Regions from separate parts of the Mus musculus genome. Here region 1 is linked to region 2. A link is a contact called in public capture Hi-C data. All regions are on one chromosome and are shown on one strand. Each heading gives the region's core, a stretch centred on a gene start, on an enhancer-like site or on the middle of the called end of the contact. The rest is flanking DNA. Distances are from core to core; before and after follow the strand shown. Region 1 has its middle 15 kb from the start of Ralgds. Region 2 overlaps Rxra (retinoid X receptor alpha).

Evidence for each region. Capture Hi-C pulls out chosen DNA fragments and counts their contacts.
Region 1: a capture Hi-C map of embryonic stem cells shows a contact between it and region 2, with 2.2 times the contacts expected there. The contact joins two enhancer-like sites. A contact is called at or near these places in 1 of 39 promoter capture datasets (the C10 cell line) and 1 of 9 other capture datasets (embryonic stem cells).

What each region holds. Positions count from the first base shown.
Region 1 is chr2:28,515,819-28,521,989 of GRCm38.p6, forward strand. It overlaps a transcript of Ralgds not described here. Among named protein-coding and RNA genes, the nearest start is that of Ralgds, 15 kb to the right of the region's middle. Within about 2 kb of position 2,688, at least 227 of the 459 cell types and tissues checked have an H3K27ac peak or open chromatin away from gene starts, as enhancers often do. A contact at or near this core is called in embryonic stem cells, where this site is marked.
Region 2 is chr2:27,738,849-27,745,093 of GRCm38.p6, forward strand. Rxra (retinoid X receptor alpha) reads left to right here. Exons shown (of 10, transcript NM_011305.3): 3 at 2,205-2,355; 4 at 2,916-3,095. Among named protein-coding and RNA genes, the nearest start is that of Rxra, 65 kb to the left of the region's middle. Within about 2 kb of position 1,578, at least 214 of the 459 cell types and tissues checked have an H3K27ac peak or open chromatin away from gene starts, as enhancers often do. A contact at or near this core is called in embryonic stem cells, where this site is marked.

The sequences.
Region 1 (6,171 bases), core at 1,438-3,937, 780 kb after region 2:
AAGGTTGTGTTTTAGTCACAGCTGACAGCAGTCCCCAAGTGTTACGGTGTCATCTTACACACACATACACACACACACACACACACACACACACACACGGTCAAGTAGGTGCTGGAATGAGTCTCCACTGTGCTTATGGGAGACCAGGTAGGCCTTGAGAGGAAAACAAAGGACAGAGATGGGTGACTCACATGGCCTTTAGCCTCCTGAGATCGAAGGGCCAGGGATATGGAAACACAGAGGTTGGTTGTCCTGGCACCAGGGTGGCCATGAGCAGCAGGAAGCATCTTCTTCCTCACCTGCTATTGCCTTCATTGCTGTCACCCCACCCCACCCCACCCCCCATCTGCACACCTGCTGCTGTCTCTTGACTTTTTCCTCTTCCATTTTCAGGTATGTGTGTTATACATATATGTGTATATATGTTGTGCATGAGTTTTGGTTCATTTGTTTTGAGACTGGGTCTCTACATAGCACTAGCTATCCTGGAACTCACTGTGTAGACCCCAGAACTCACAGACATCCTCTTCCGAGTGCTGGGAACTCCAACACACTGGGCGTAGATGCATGTGTTGGCACATGCATATGGTAGGTGCTGTGATCATTGAGGGAGGCAGGGTCTCAACTAATAGGGCTGGGCTTGCTGGCCAGCTTGCTCTGGAGATTCCGTCTCTATCCTTTGAGGCTAGATTTATATCTGTCTGGATAGCCACAGCCATCAGGCATTTGCCTGAGTCGTGGAGGTCCTGGCCCTGTAACCTCTGAGCCATTTCCCCAGCTTCTGACTTTTACGGTTGTCTGAACTTGGTGAAGTAGCAGAGCTGGAGAGCCATTCATCCATGTGCTTGTGCATCTCATAGGTCAGCCACACGAGAGAAAGCAGGAAGAGCAGTGCAGAAAGCTGACAGGGAGCGAGACAAGAGTCAGCGAGGTAGGCATGACGGTGACAAAAAGGTGACAGGCCTGGTACGTTGTGTTAGTGTCCTGTGGCTGCTCTAGCAGAATGCCATATACTGGATGACCCTGTGCAACAGAAATCTCTCGTGGTTCTAGAGGACAGAAGCCTAAAAGCAAGGCATCAACACCACTGAACCACAGCTTCTGGCATGGCTGTAGTCCTTAGCTTTAAATCCCCCTAAACGTGTCTGTAGTCCTCTGCCTCCACACAGCTGCCTCTGTGTGTCTGTGTCTCTGTGTGTCTGTGTCTGGTTGTCTCCATTACTGTAAGGACATCGTGTGTGTGTGTGTGTGTGTGTGTGTGTGTGTGTGTGTGTGTGTGTGTGTGAGAGAGAGAGAGAGAGAGAGAGAGAGAGAGAGTGTGTGAGAGTGAGAGAGTGAGCCCTGACCTGACCCCATCCCAGTCTAGCCTTGTGTTGCCTGGATCTGCAGGACCCAAGGGCTTTTGGAAGGACACAGCTGAGCCTGTGAGGAGGGTTATAGGGAAGGCCAGGTTCCTTAGGATCTGGCAGAATTTCACCTGTGTAGGAAGGCTTGAAGGCCACCAATGGTAGCACCAGCAGGTGGCGCTGTAACCTCTGGTGTGGAAGTTCAGTACTGCACTGCCCTGTCCCGAGTTTCCACAAAAGCTCATCTGGTTGCCAGGAGACAAAGCAAACTGTAAACAGGTCAGGAGTCATCCTTGGTGACACACACTGAAGGAAATCAGAATGAGAGCAGGCGAGCAGCAGGGTGTTGCTGGTAACCACTGAGGAGACCTCAGCTTCTCCCCCACCCCCTCTCCCCAACACACACACCTTGGGGCCTGGACTTTGCCTCCCTCTGGCTCGTCACCAGTAAGTTGCCTTGGCCTACTGCAGTTTCCAGACAGCTCCCCTACCTATTACCACAGGCCACAAGAAGTAGTTTTAGGGAAAGGTGAGCTGCTTATACAACACATGGCTGGCAGGGACCTTAGCCTTAGCCTGTCCCAGAGGAGGCATGTCTACCCAGCATGGCCTGCTGCCAACACTGGTTGGCTGGGCATGGGGACAACCCCTGGTTGGGTAATGGCAAGCCCCAGGTGACACTCCTTTACAGACAAGCCAGGGAGGGGCCAGGCACCAGGGCTAGGGCGGAGAATGCCTTCCAGTTATACTGGGCTTCTAGTGGTCAGAGCCCTGTCAAGGCAGGAAGAGCCTGAGTTGGTGGTTAGCAGGAATGGAGATGCAAACCAAGCTAGACAGATTTTTTTCATCCCCCTGACTCTAATGAGGGCCTCAACTCTGCTTTCTGTGTTGGGTCTTGAACCTCAAGAGAATCCTCTCTTAGAGGGTCACGGGGTGGTGCACGACTGCAATCCCAGCTGAGGCAGGAGAATTATGAGTTCAAGGTCATCCTGAGGTACACTGTGAGACCTGAATCCCCTACACACACACCCCCAAACTGAGTCTTAGAGGCATAGTACTTTCTTGGATAGGTGGCTTCCTTGTAGGCAAAGGTAGGTTTGGGGAGCCTCCAGGGCCCCTTACAGGTAGCTGAGACAGCCTGAGGAGGTAGAGATGGGAAGGAATGTGGCATCTCCATAAAAATGACAAGTCCCAGAAGAAGGGAGAGTTCCCATGGCAACCTAGTACAGTTGCTTAGCAACCATAGTCCCCCAAAATACCTGCAGGAAGACTCCCGGCTAGGGGCTTTCCCACCGCCTGTGTGTGGCTCTTAGCTCTGAGTGGTTACCTCCTGTGGTTGATCCACCCACACCTCCATATAGGGCCTAGCAGCCCACAGCCCCAGGATCCTTACTGAGAGAAACCCCAGTCTACTCCCTCTTCCTATTACCCCAAGCTGCAGCTGCCTACCATCAGGCCAGTCCCTTAGCAACCAATGCCATTTTCTAGATATCCGAGTGACAATTGGACAGTGGTAGAATGTCAGAAAGATTCAGAATCAGCTGTACAGTCAATTGTAGCCTGGTGCCGGCCATTCCAGAGGGACAGGCACGATGTTTTAACAACACAAATACCCTGTAGCCCCGGACTCCCTAGTCCTGGGGCACGGCAGCATCCCAGGTGTGGCAAAGACCAAGAGTCCCCTGGAGCTCCTGGAATACAAGGCTGTGGTCTCAAACCAACTTTGAGACTAACTAGCCGGCTGACCACAGCATAATTCCTCTTGACCTGTTTCTCCATCTCTGGCTCATCTGTCCCTTTCCCTGTGTGCTCACCACTTTAAACATCAATACTGCCCCGTAAGTTATGTCACGTTTGGGGACTTGCATGGGATGTGGGAAATCGGGCCCAGGGCCTGCACGTGGCTGAGTCTGCCTGCCTCCGCTGGTAGATTCCAGGGTTTGAGGTTGAGGTAACTGGATTCCAGCACACAGTCTGGGCAGCTGGACACTGGGCTTGAGGTTTTAGTATTAAATATCCTGAAATGATTGCTAAGCCAGTCAGTGTTTTTTCGTTTGTTTGTATATTTTTTAGAACAATATCACCATGTAGATCAGGCTGGCCTTGAACTCATAGAGATCTGCCTGCCCCTACCTCCTACGTTCTGGGATAAAGGTGCATGCTACCATCCTTCAGAACCTGTCTGTGTTCTCTCTCCTTCCCCTTTCCCTTTCTCCAAGGAAATTCCCACTCCTGGCCTCCCTGCAAGGGAATAGGTAACTATAGATCCCCTTAGGTGCTGCTATGTTCATTTGTGGAGCCCAACCCTGTGCTGGAAGAAGGCTGTTCAGGGACACAGTCTAGCAAGAGGTGGCCTCTGGCTACCTCCTGGACTGGCCTTGTAGCCCTGCCCTTAGACTGGGTGCATAATTAAGGAGCTGAGGCTTCTTGCTCTTGCGGGGCTGGGTGAGAGGACTGAGTCCTCTCCCTGCTCGCCTCCTCTGAGTTGAAACCCAGAGTCTGTTCCCCTGAAGAGGGCTGAGCCGTTGCCCTTGAGCACTGCCCAAGGCCCTTTATTGCCAAAGGAGATGAGGAGAGGTGGGCCTGTGTAACCTACCTCCTCTTCTGTCTCTTCCCGGATTCCATCCTGACCCTAGAGGTGACATGTCCCAAGAGACTGGGGGTAGGTGAGATAGCCCAGTAAAGTTCAAACTGGGCCCGGCAGTGGTGGCGCATGCCTTTAATCCCAGCACTTGGGAGGCAGAGGCAGATAGATTTCTGAGTTCAAGGCCAGCCTGGTCTACAGAGTGAATTCCAGGACAGCCAGGGTTACACAGAGAAACCCTGTCTCAAAAAACAAAATAAAACAAAACAAAAGTTCAAACTGGGAGGGCAGAGAAGAAATGATTTTGAGTCCTTGGGGTTCTCCCCACCTGAAAGAAATCCATTGCAAAGGAATCCACCCTTGCCTGACTGTGGCCCAGCCCTGATTGTCACAAGGAGGGGGAGGTGCTAGCAGGTCTGGCTTGTCTGGAAGTCAGAAGGGAGGAGGATGAAGCCAGGCAGATGAGAATCCTGACTTAGCCCTTTAACCCCAAGCCTTCATGACCTCCCCTGCAGGCTTAAAGACTTAAAGTGTATATGAGGGTGCTCAGACACCTGACACCACACAAGCAGGCCTTCCAAAGGTACAGGGAGTATCTGAAGGCAGATAGCCACAGGATTCTCCAGAAGGGACAGCTCTTAGAACAGGCAACAGGCAAGGACACTTGCAGGCTCTGAATTGAATCCACAAATATTCCCACGCAGACCCCGGGAGGTGGGGTCTATTGTCTGAGCCATCTGACGTGGCCTTGCCGTCATCCACTGCTTCCCCGGGGCCAGTTTCAGGCCTCTGAACTGAACATCCATGCTCAAGATTGGACTTTAATTTTAAAAGCAAGGTGGTTCACCTGGCTTGGAGCAGCCCTGAGTGGCCAGAGTGACAACCAGAGGCTGGAGGGAGCATGTGGGCAGGTGGTGTCCCCTGGGAAGGGGCTGAGATTCGTATTCTCAACATCTTTGGGATTCTAAGAGTATTTCCTTCCTAGCAACCAGGGCTGGGAAATCCCTTCACAGAGCCCTGGCTTCCTGCACTGCTCCCGGCAGCCCTGCCAGGAACAGGTGCTGGGCACAGAAGCTATAGATGTAGGCACTGAGGGAGGGAGCCACCGGGTCACAGTCTGTCCTTGTGGGGTAGTTGTGTGGGGAAAATGCTGTGCCTTTCAGGCCTCTTCCCAGGTCTCTGGGCCTTCAAGACGGCATCGTTTGCTGCCTTGTGTGGGGTGCAGATCAGTGTGTGCTCTGTGTGCATGCTGCTGGGGTGGCTCGGGACATCTCCCTGCCTCAGGACACCCTTGCCCACTTTTGAGCAAATCCAGGCCCTTGTTTCTGTGGTCCAATAATGTGTGTCCCCAGACCTAACAGACCTACAGGTGGCTGGGCCAGTGTATATGTGAAGGGACAAGTAGCTGAGGCAGGGAGGGCTGTCACATCCTAGCTGTGGGATAGGAAGGTGAGCTTTCACACTCAGCTGCTTCAGTGTCCATTCTCCGATCTGTTCATATGTTCATCATTCTCAGCTTACCCAGCATTTCAGTGGCTAGGAAGTGCTCTACACAGTGCCTGGCGTGCATGGTCATTCTGTTATCATATTGTGGGCATGGAGACCAGGTAGCCCCTGGCAGGCCCCAACAGGAAAGGGGGACTGGCAGTTTGCTCTTCTGTTAGGTTCCCAGATATGAGCATCTGAGAGTCTTGACTTCTGGAAAGACACCAAAGAAGGAACAAAATCAGGATGGGTAGAGAGCCAGCAGGTAGCTCGGGGGTGGGACAAAGCAGTACCAGCCCCCAGGCTGGGTAACTTCCTTGTTGGAAAAGTTCTGTGGGAAATAGGGCAGCAGGCACCAGCGCTGCCATCTCCTGGCATCTAGATGGAGTCTGAAGCCCTCTTTAGGTCAGGGCAACTCGGGAGGTCCTTCTGAAAGGGCAGTCCTACTTCCCAGCCCTGAGCTGCAGGCTGGTGGCAGCTCTGGGCACGCAGTGTCCCTGGCACAGCAAACAGTCTCCTGCACCACAAGGGCCCATTTGTCCTGATTCCTGTGGTTCCTGAACCCTGGATGGCCATGGCCTGCTGAGCACAAGAGCCTGGCTGTGGGCTCCCCTCACCCACAGCCTCTCCCAGCTCTCCGCTGTCCCTTGGTGCGGGTGTCTCTGCTCAGGCCAAGCTGCACCAGAACAACCTATAGTTAGCCAGTGGCCAGAGACCCACTGCCTAAAATTGCTTCTGGCCAGCCAGGAAAGAGGG
Region 2 (6,245 bases), core at 328-2,827:
CTCTTTTTTATCATAGCTTCTCTGTACCCTTGCTAGCTCTGGAAGCCATGAGTAGTGAGGGTAAATGAAGAGCTGATCTCCATAGTTCCCTGGCTTCAGTGTTGACCCCTCTTGGCTCTCGGCTCCATGAGGTTCCTTGCTATGTCAGGCCACAGCCACCCGGTGCCCAAGCCATTGATGTGGCTCATGTGTTTTGGGGGCTCTACTAAGACAGGGCCCAGTGGGATGCTCCCCACTACTTCCCAGACCCCACTGTCTGTCTGTCCATGCTGGCTTCCCTGGGTAATTTACAACTGGGAAGCATTTCTGACTGCCCAGATGTAGAGAGCAAGGCATCAAGGCCTCTGATTGTCCTGATTTACGGGGAGGATCTCGCACTGTGGGAACTGCAGTGACTTTGTAAGCGTGTGTTTCATGATGGCTATAGCCAGGCAGATGGGGAACGGGGCTGTGGGGAGCGTGCAGTGCATGAGAGCAGGTCTGCTCTGGATAGCTCATCTGAGTGGGCTTGGGAGGACAGGGTGAGGTAGGAGTGGAAGACAGGGTGCCTGAGAGATAGGTGGGGACCCAGGTGCAGTAGTGATGGGGTGGAACTGAAATAAATGCTAAGGATATGAAAGGGGAAATGGGATGGCCCCCACCCAGGGAGTCTTCGGGCTCCAGCGAGGGCTGCCCAGTCCTGGGTCTCCTGAAAGATGGGTCAGAAGTACCCAGGACGATGGGGCTGTGGTTCGTGGGGGATGCTGAGGAAGGAAAGAATAGAAACTGTCCTGGTCCGTCAGCTCAAATCTGGGAAGGGCAAAGAAATCGTCTTCCAAGTCACGGGTTCCCACGTTGCCTACTGTGGAGCTCTCGGGGCCAGGGTGGGGGTGGGGGCCGGCTCGGTGCTACAGATCAACCTCTGCTCTGCCCTGACATCAGGTTTCACGGGCCCCAAGCTGTTTATTCTGCCCAGAGCCAAGACCTCCAGAAACCTGCAGGGTTAGGCTTCCCATACAGTGAGTGGAGTGGAGGGATGTACAGTCTTGCCAGCAAAAGCCGGCTGTCTCCCTGCCGCCCGTCTCCCTGCCGCCCCAGGATTCCTACATAGGGCCTTCAGCCAGTGAACACCACAGGGACTGCTGCTCTCTTCTGCAGTGAGATGGCCTGCCTGCCGCTAAGACCTTCCACGTCCTGACAACCCCCTCTGACACACTCAGAGTTGGTTCTCTGTGTGGATCTCCAGGCTCCCCAGCAGCCCCCCTAAAGCTAACCGGGATGAGGTATCCTTGCTGAACCTCACAGTCTGTGTCACAGTGCCGGCCAGCTAGGGCTGCAGAATCTGCTCTTTTCCTGCCCCGTGAGAAAGGGGTGGGGGATGGGGCAGGAGGCCCTGAGGAAGGCGGGGAGGTTCCCCTTGCAGGGGGGCAGCAGGGGCTATACAAGGCCAGTGCGGACTGTACAGCTGGCTTTCTGCCGTTGTCAGGGGTTTTCAGAAGTGGGGGGACTACCCAGCCGGGCTCTGACGCCCTGGCAGATAGGCAGGCTGAGGGAAGCGCCTCTGGGCCCTGTGCTTACTGCAGAGCTAGGCTGGAGGCTGCGGAACCAAAACTGCTGTGTCATTGCGACGCTGCAGCTGTTGCCTGGGTGACAGGGTGAGTTTCCCACGCTTGCCCCTGGCGGCCAGCGGGCAGGGAGAGGCGAGGGGTGTGCTGAGGCCAAGATAGCCACATGGGCCCTATGGCTTGATGTCTGGGGTGTCCACTTGCTTTCCTCTCCTGTTCTGCCCCCAGATACCACTGTCATGCAGGGTGGTGGGGATATGTGTGACTCTGGAGGAGTCCAGCCTGATTGCAGCCCTGAACCTGGGCCTCTTGTCCTCACCCGGGTGGTGGGGGAGTGCCGAGTGCCCGGGCTCTCATGTGTCCAGGGCCCATGGCACATTGTTAAATGGCAGCTGTAGCTCCTTGGTGGGTGGTGGGGAGTAAGTGAGCCTCTTGTATGGTGCCGAGAGTGCTGGGATCACTGAGATGTAAGGACTTTGGTACCCTGCAGTGGCCTGGCTCTCATGAGGGGGTACTCTGAGGATGGTCCTGTTAGCTTGTAGCTGTTCTGGCCTGAGTGAGGCTCTGTAGAGGGGAGTTTTTCCTTGTAGGAGACCCCGCTCTCATTAGTGCCCATCCCCAGCCTGCCAGGGCTAACCTACCCCACTCCTCCTCTTGCAGCTCAATTCACCCATGAACCCTGTGAGCAGCACTGAGGATATCAAGCCGCCACTAGGCCTCAATGGCGTCCTCAAGGTTCCTGCCCATCCCTCAGGAAATATGGCCTCCTTCACCAAGCACATCTGTGCTATCTGTGGGGACCGCTCCTCAGGTAGGAATGCCTGGTGGGCAGGGGCACAATACCTGGGCACAGCTCACTGAGTCTCCCTAGCTTTTTCCATTGGGTTGGGTACAGAGAAGCAAGAGCCCAGGGTAGCCCCTTGTGCCTGATAGAATAAGGGGTGGGTTGGGAGCTCCAGGGGTCTCATTTTGTCCTCAAGTGAGGTGGACATTAGGATGGGAAGGGTGGTCTAGAGGTATGCCAAGAGAAGATGTAGGCATGGATGGCTGAGGTGCAGTGTCTGCTGGCCTCCACTCTGGGCCAAGCCTGAGCCGAGAATAGTGCCCATCCTCTTCCAGGGCACAATAGCTCAGGCACAGAGAGCACAAGACCACCATTGTTGGGGATGCTGTGCTCAGGGCTGCTGACCCATAGCGCCAATCTGTAGTAGCGGTGGACCTGTTCTCTGATGAACAGGGAGGATCAGAGTCCAGCCTGAGCCCAGACAAGGACTCTAAAACCTGGATACAGAGCCCTGGTCTGCAGCATGACACGTGGGTGAGAGAGGGCCTTGTCATTAAGTTCACCCATCCTCTACCCCCACCCTGCAGGCAAACACTATGGGGTATACAGTTGTGAGGGCTGCAAGGGCTTCTTCAAGAGGACAGTACGCAAAGACCTGACCTACACCTGCCGAGACAACAAGGACTGCCTGATCGACAAGAGACAGCGGAACCGGTGTCAGTACTGCCGCTACCAGAAGTGCCTGGCCATGGGCATGAAGCGGGAAGGTAGGCTTTGAACACCCTCCTGCCTGGCATGCTCTTCTCATCAGGGGGCCTCCATTGTCCCTTCCTCAGCATTCTTTATGTGGGGGGCATTTGCATACAGAGTCCAGGCCTGCAGTTTGCAGTTTGCCAGACTCTGGTAGAGCCTGGCAGGTTTCTCTGTGTGCCTCCTGCTCAGCAGAGCCCCTGGCCTATGCTGTTAAGACAGCTGTCTGGATAGCTTGCCTTCACGCCAGCCCTTCCCCAACCAGACTCTCCCTGTTCTGCTGTGTGGCTAGGTTTTAGGATTTTAGAACAGACAAGATAGACCAGGTCTGTCCCACTGGCAGCATGGCTCCTAGGACAAGACTCTTGAGGTATGGCTGGGGTGAGCCAGCAGTGTTGGAGACAGATGAGGCTTGGAGAGCAAGCACCGGGCCAGAAGCACAGCAGAGGAGGCTGGAAGCAGAAGTGGGGGCGAGGAAGGTGGGAAGAGAGGCTTGGTACCTACATGATCTCTGCCTGCCTAGGGAGGAGATGGCAAGGGAGGCTCATGAGATAAGGTACATTTGGGTTGGAGTGGGGGAAGGGGCCCCTAGAGACCACCAAGTATCTCCCAGAGCCTGCTGAATTCAGGTGAGGGTCATCTTGGGCTTCCCTTCTTCTCAAGGCCACTTGCAGTTTCATCCCTGGCAGGGTTACCTGTTAGCCTACAGGTCCTCTGAGGAGCAGGATTCTGAGCCTGTTTTATCAGCAAGATGTATATGTATGAGGTCGGGAGGCTAGGTGACAAGTCCAGGTGACTCCCCAGAGGTCCCAGATGTCAAGCTGTATAGCTAGACCTCCTGAGCTACTCTGTGTCCTCCTGGTCCTCCATGTGGGACAGTAGTTCTCTGGTTTGGTGTGTGTGTGTGTATCTGTCTGTCTGTCTGTCTGGGTGTATGTATCTGTCTGTATGTTTGTATATCTGTCTATATGGGTGCCTGGGTGAGATTCCTTCATCAGTCTTAGGCCTGGGCCTCACAGGGCTGGGCACTCTCTGAGGCAGGCTCTATACCACGCTGTCCCCAGCACTGCCCCTCCAGCTTCCTCTGTCTGGGTTGTGCATAGGAACCAATGCCTACTGTGTGTCCTTCTACCTTCCCATCAGCTCTTCAGTCGCCTTTGTTCAGGGACTCCTGAGTAGGGTCAGTGCTAGAGTTTTCTTTTCTCTTCACAGTGACCCCTTCTTTTGGTACAATACCTCTATAAGAGGTTTCCATGGCCTTTAGGGGCCAAGTCATAACACAGTTGTCTAGCTGAGCTAGATCCCAGCTTCTGGCTCTCCCTTTTTTTTCTATAGTGAGAAAGCAAAGGGAGGAAGTGCTCTGCCAATGGAGGGGGTACATTGTCTGTCCTTGGGGACATGCCCTCAAGGGAGCACTTGCTGGGAGTAGCTGATACAGCATACCCTCTGGAGGACAGGTCCTTGAGTGGTAGATCTGGGGTGGGCCTCGGCCAGAAGGTGGACCTGAGGCTGTATGAGCCTCTCAGGAGCTGAGCTCAGCCCTGAGTGCACTCTTTCTCAGTGCTATTCCTGGTGATGGGCACTGTTAATGATCTCTGGGTATGAGCTCCCATCTCCTGAAATGGACCACCAGATAAACAGGTAGTCCCTGGCTTTGGTCAGCATGAGCTTGGGAGCTGGTACCTGACCCAGTGTTGGGTGGTGAGCATGGCTCCATGTAGAGATATGTTCAGACTGACGCCTGAGCATGGACAGATTAGGTACTGTGTGCCAGCAGAAGGGAGTAGTGTCTGTGAAAGCCAAGGCTACTAGCACACCTGGCATGTGGCGGGCACTAGAGTTCTGACCCCAGAGAGGGACTCTCTAGCTCTAACATGACCCTTCTACCATTGCTCCAGTGGTTAACCTTGGGTGCTGGCATTCAGATTACAGCTGCCTGAGCTTCCAGAGGTGTGGGCATTGTACATGATGTCCCCTAATCCCAATGGAACAGTAAATCTTGAGGTAGGGAGTCTGGAGTCGTCTAGGTCTTACTATGTACTTCCTGTGGGTGGGGCACTGAGCACCCCCTCTCCAGTCCTTGTCCCCCCATGCCTTTGCCTAACGCTACCTGTCTTGCACAGAAGTAGAAGTGGGGTGCAGAAAAGAGAACTCCACTGCAGCCCGCTCTGTTCCTTGGGCTACACTGTGTGACACCTGAGAAATGCTTTACCCATTCCACTGGAGAGATGCACCCCCGTGCCTCTTTGTTCCAGCTGGATTTTTGAGTATTCAGTATAAGCCCTGTGAAGCTCTGTCTTGCCCTAAACAAAGAAGCCATGCAACTTGGCCCCTTGGGCTGCACGTATATCTGTGTGGCAGCTCTAAGATGTCTGGAGGTCCTTAGGCCCGGTGGGCACTGCCATTCCATGTCTGGTCCTTGGCTGGGGGAAGGGACTTTTTCTTGCCTACCTGAGACCTATCCTATTTCCCAATGCCTGTGGCCGTAGTCCACAGCCCTGCTCTTGAGATGGTTGGCCCTAGAGTATCCTGGGAGCCCACTGTGCAGGGGTCTTTGAGGATTCCCAAGAGCTGGTCCCTACTTCTACTTGCTTTTAGGTATTGGACACTGCCCCCACCCCACCCTGGGATCTGGACCAGTCCCAGACTGAATTAATATTTGATTCCTTCTGTTCTCCTGGGCTAACCACTAGGAGAGTTCTATGAGTAGTGGGTGGGGCTGTTGGCTGTAAGAGTTGAATAGTCTGACAGCCTTTGGAGAAGTTGTGAGGCCGGTTGCCAACACAGGGCCTTTGGCCCAGAGAACGCAGGACGTGCACCGTCGGCTCCCGTGCTAGCTCAGCCCCCAGGTACCCAGCCCCGGTGAGCAGCAGTCATTAAGCCTTGGAGCTGGAATCTAATGATCTCTGTCTTCCAGGCTTGGTCACACATAACCCAGGGAACCGAGACGGGTGTAGAGGTGCTGTGAGGAGGGAACTGACCACAAGAAGGCTGTGTCTCCCTGTGGGGTGGCCCTGCCCTGGGAAAGGCACCCTGTCTTCAGGCTGATGAAGGATACTGCAGGCTGATAGCATCTATGTTGGGCAATAGCAGGGGCCTGCGTGTGCAAGCAGCCACGGGGACTTGTTTGGCAGCATTCCCCAGCTGGGGGTAGGCAGTGCCCTTCT